2 separate regions of the Astyanax mexicanus genome follow, and region 1 is linked to region 2. Evidence: chromatin contacts called from public Hi-C data. All regions are on one chromosome and are shown on one strand. The core of a region is the stretch at or near the end of the contact, and the rest is flanking DNA. Distances in the headings are between cores, read along the strand shown. Region 1 holds the start of cenpv (centromere protein V). Region 2 holds the start of LOC103032170 (polymerase delta-interacting protein 2).

The links. A called contact is a pair of places that touch in the nucleus more often than the background predicts.
Region 1: a Hi-C map of blood shows a contact between it and region 2, with 8 times the contacts expected there. The contact joins the promoter of cenpv here to the promoter of LOC103032170 in region 2. A contact is called at or near these places in 2 of 3 Hi-C or Micro-C datasets (blood and muscle).

What each region holds. Positions count from the first base shown.
Region 1 is chr1:11,517,165-11,519,874 of AstMex3_surface, forward strand. cenpv (centromere protein V) reads right to left here and starts at 1,415. Exons shown (of 5, transcript XM_022665829.2): 1 at 1,186-1,415. The coding sequence starts at 1,211.
Region 2 is chr1:11,181,673-11,184,372 of AstMex3_surface, forward strand. LOC103032170 (polymerase delta-interacting protein 2) reads right to left here and starts at 1,328. Exons shown (of 11, transcript XM_007233544.4): 1 at 1,120-1,328. The coding sequence starts at 1,301.

The sequences.
Region 1 (2,710 bases), core at 165-2,664, 340 kb after region 2:
AAATGAATTTCCCTTATAACCCTTATTACCCTTAATTGTTGTGCAGGGCTCTCTTAGAGTCAACAGTTTAAAAACATTATAAACCTGTAAAAAGTTTATAACAGTTTAAATATAAAACATTTTTATATACAAGTATTACACAACCAGCAAAAGAGTTGTAATCAAAAAATATATAAAAAAACAATAGGTTATTATGACATTAGGATGGTAGGATATTATGTGTTACACCTTAGTCAGCATATAGCATTAAATGAAGAAATATTTAATACACATTTTCAATTATTCTGTTTTGCCATCAACCTGACTGTACATGGAAAAAAACTGTAAAAAAAAAAAAAAGTGTGTTCGATGCCTAAATTATCTCATCCCCACTCATTAGGCTCTGGTGGCCACGCCTTAGAACCTCGTTTTAATGCATATTTATTTTTTTATACATGATGTCACCTTAGTGGCTTAGTACATTTACTTTCTAAAACAGGGATTTTTATATATGTTGTTTTAATTGATATATAAATGATATATTTTTTTTTAACCCACTTACAAGTCCAATTACCCAACCCCCTCATTAGGTGATGCCCCAACACCAAGAGGGTGAAGACTAGCACATGCCTCCTTCGATACATGTGAAGTCAGACCCCGGTTCTTTGCAAAATGAGTAGCATCACAGCGCTCAACAACTCGGTTCTGATACATCAGCTCACAGACGCCTTGTGCTGATCTACATCACCCTAGGAGTGATGAGGGGAAAGAGCGCCATCTATTCTCCCAGAGAGAGAGCAAGGCCAATTGTGCTCTCTCAGGACTCTGGCAGCTGATGGCAAGCTGCATGACCAGGATTCGAACCAGCGATTTCCTGATCATAGTCGCAGGGCCTTAGTCCTAAGGACCACTCGGAGCCCTTAATAGTGGATTTTAACACTTGTGTGATTGTGATTGTTTCTTATCATTGGGTACTGATTATGTGTGATTGGCAAGACAGAGGAAAAGATTTGTAATCTGTAGTTTGTAGTTTAAATTGAAAAAATAAGGAGTACAGATATATTTCCCTATAATTAATTAAGCACACAGCTACTTCCACACCAGTGTATTTAAACTACACATGATTTGATTGTATATATGGGCTTTATTAGTAGATATTTCAGCAGTGATTGGAGTTTACAGTGTAAATACAGTCTCACTCCCTACCTTCTGTCCTCCTCAGCGGCCGCCATGCTGCTCTATAGCACAGTTCCTGCCTCAGAGCTTCGGTCTGGGGTTATTATCAGCGTGTTTACAGGTCTACAGGTAAAAAAACAGCCGCTATAAGCTCCTAGTCTCTTCTCCAAATAAGTATTATTATTATCACACTGTTGCGAAAGTGGTGGAAGATCTGAGGAACAGCTGAGTCACGTGGCCACGTGACCACTGACTCCTCAACGACTCGTTCTACTCAAACGAGTCTTTACAGTTCAGATGAACCGACTCGTTTTCAACTGAATCACACACACACATCTATAGAGACCACTTCAGTTTCTGAATCAGATTCTCTGATTTTGCTATTTATAGGTTTATTTTTGAGTAAAATTAACATTGTTGTTTTATTCTATAAACTACAGACAACATTTCTCCCAAATTTCAAATAATAATATTGTCATTTAGAGCATTTATTTGCAGAAGCTTTTTATTTGCAGAGCTTTTAGACCTCAAATAATGCAATATGTATATACATTTTTTTTATCACAGTTTTCATGCATCTTGGCATGTTCTCCTCCACCAGTCTTACACACTGCTTTTGGATAACTTTATGTCAAAAAGTCTAACATCATTCTAGCAGCAGTTCAGGCCTGGTTTAATAGCTTGTGATCATCCATCTTTCTCAGGTTCCAGAGGTTTTCAAATTTGTAACAAACTTTTCATTTTTAGGCGGTGCCTTATGTTTTCCAGTGCAGTATATATATATATATATATATATATATATATATATATATATATATATATATATATATATATATATATATAATTGTTTGAAAGCATCAGTTGTAAAGTTGTGAAGAGTTAGAGTTACAAGTATACAGTGAATAGCTCTATTTAAGTAATGTTCTAATCCACATTATAGCAGGAACTACTCAACTAATTAAATAAGAAAATACTGAATGTCAAAATTGAATGTCAGTAAATCAGAAAAAAAATGAATAAACTTTGAAAGGAGTGTAGTTGCAAAGACCATCAATCATGTTTTGATGGCTCTCATCAGGACTGCCCCATGACCACCTCAGCTAGTTGACATCCCCCCAAAATGTCTTTATTTTTTATCTTATTTTTAAATTTAGTATAAAGCAGACAAGGAAAACAAATAACATAAAAATATGTCAAGTTTAGAGATGAAATTCTGATGAAGACAAATCACAGGGCAAATTGAATGTAAATGTAAATTCAGGTTAAATTAACTTCTAAATATCTCTTTTTTAGACCCCACTTATATTTTAAATAATTCCAGAATCTAAATTCATTACTCATCATTTTTAATGTAATGAGTTTCCAAGTGTTTTGGGCCTTTATATGGGCACATGTGGGGCCTGTATGTGGGGAGCCCCACTAGGAACTAAAAAGTTTTGTCTACGAGTTTCATGTTATCCGATTAAGTGGATGTCAGTGATGGTCCCCATTGTGATGAGTTAAACATGGATTGTACATTGTATATAGGGCTTAAATGGGACCCATGTGAGATGAG
Region 2 (2,700 bases), core at 78-2,577:
AATATTCTTCATGAACATTAATTTACAGAAAAGCAAACTTTATTATTCTCTGGCTACGACTTAATTATCTCGTTTCCATGCAATAGGATCTCGTACCCACACATTAATAAGTTGTGGCAATGCATTAGGATCTTGTTCCCACTCATCAGGATATTGTTCCCACGCATTAATAAGTTGTGGTAACCACACCTTAACATTCTTGTAATATTCTTAATGGGCACTCTCATTTACTGAAAAGCAAACTTTATTATTATGTGGCTATGACATAATTATCTCGTTCCCACACATTAGGATCACATTAGGATCTTGTTCCCACACATTAATAAACTGTGTCAATGCATTAAGATCTCATTCCCACACATTACTTAGTCTTGTCCTTGCAATATTTGTTTTAACATGATGTCACCTTAGGGGCTCCGTATTTTTCTAGGGTAGTGTTTGCTTTTCTATTTGGCACTAATTCCGCTCCACATTTTTAAGGTGGAAATAATTCCTCTCCAATAGTTTTAAGGTGGAAATAATTACTCACCATAGTTTAAAGTGAAACTAATATCTCTCCAATAGTTTTAATGTGGAAATAATTACTCACCATAGTTTAAAGTGAAACTAATATTTCTCTATAGTTTTAAGGTGGAAATAATTCCTAACCCACGTTTTAAGGTGGAAACAATTTCTCACCATAGTTTTAAGGTGGAAACAATTTCTCACCATAGTTTTAAGGTGGAAACAATTTCTCACCATAGTTTTAAGGAGGAAATAACTCCTCGCCGCAGTTTTTTAAGGTGGAAACTGTTGAAGAATAAGGCTTTAGCTGTAGAGCTGGGGGAGTAGCTGACCTTGCATGGCTGAATCCAGCAAGCTGCGCAATTTAAGCGGTTACACAACAGCCTGCCATCCAGCAGCTCAGCCTGCACAGCTCAGCCTGCACAGCTAACACTGTGTTAGAAAGCCTGGCAGCTCGGTTATATATGATTACAGGTTATTAACAGTGTCAATAGTGATATTAGGCAGGTAAACGTGTGATTTATGAACTGATTAATAGTGTAAATAAAGCTTAGCTATGCTAACTAGCTTTAGCCTCGTTAGCTCCGCAGAGATAAGCTGTGAACCGCTTCTTACCGGGAGGACATGAAGCGCTGCTGCTGGAGACCCGCTCCCCCGCACACACAGCACGGCACACCCCGTCGCCGGCCCGCCTCCGCCCCGCGGCTCAGCTCCGCGCTCAGCGCCCGCAGCGAGCTGGGTTTACTGTACTTATTAACGGCGGACAGCAGCCCCCTGCGTATCACACACGCCGCCATCTTTCCACAGACCGGTTCAGTTAGGCTAGCTCTGTGTGCCGACTCCTACAAAAAGAGTCGATTCTGCACATTTGATTCATTTGAGAAACCTGATTCGACTCCTGAGCTTTGGACTCTCGGTTCTGATTCACTGGAATATTATACAGCTTAAAAAAACACTTCAGTTTCTGAATTAGTTTCTCTGATTTTGCTATTTATAGGTTTATGTTTGAGTAAAATGAACATTGTTGTTTTATTCTATAAACTACGAACATAATTTCCCCCAAATTCCAAATAAAATTTTGTCATTTAGAGCTTTTATTTGGCGAAAATGAGAAATGACTGAAATAACAAAAAACGATGCCGAGCTTTCAGACCTCAAAGACACCAAAACAATTAAGGCACACATAGGAATTAGGTAGTAATTTACAATGCAGCCGATTATTTACAATTTTAAAGGTATTGAAAACATTTAGATTAGAAATCATAAGGAAATTAATATACACATTTAAAATAAACATAACATAAAAAATTAATTAGATGAATAAAATATATATACATTAAAAACTGGAAAATGACCATAACAATTGACAAATAAAAAGTAAAGATTTTATAAAATATTTTTATTAAAAAATCTTAAGAATGATAAAAAATGATATAATGAAAAATAATGAATCTATCCACACCTACAATGTAGGTCTAACCTTTTGTGCCTTACACATATTTATATAGTACTTTGCCAAGAAAATAATTAAATTACATAAAAAAACATAGCTTACTTTGAGTGTTTATTTCCAGTTATGCCCAGATATTATTGTGATTAACGTTATTGTTGTTATTTTAATACCATTTTATGTCACTCATAAAATATCATATAATATCACATAATAATGTAACAATGCAGTTGCAATGAAGTTTGAAAGAGCAATTAGTATTCAATTATTGGATTTGGTAGCGAAATATTGAACTGTTTGAATATACTACATAAACAAAACATCCATAAACTGTTGTCTTTAAACAAAAGGACATAAGAGCTCATTCTCTGTAATGGGATCTTCTCACTATGCCACTAATGCAATTATTGAGGTCAGCAAAAATTAAATAAATATTGTTTGATACTAAGTTAGTAATGTAACAGGCCTTGAGCCGATATATATATATTTTCCTAGTTACACCAAATAAGTACACAGTAATAAAATATTAAACACAACAGAAAACACTACACAGGGAGAACATTACATGCTGTAATTAATTATTTGTCTTTATAATTATTTATGTCTGCATGTATATTAATTGTAACAACAATTAATAGCATTAAGTTCATGTTTTACTTGAAATAACTAGTTTCTTATTGTAGACATGTGACAAATACAGTAACTGTAATTGAGTGTTTTTAAATGTCTGTGTGTGGAACCGTCTG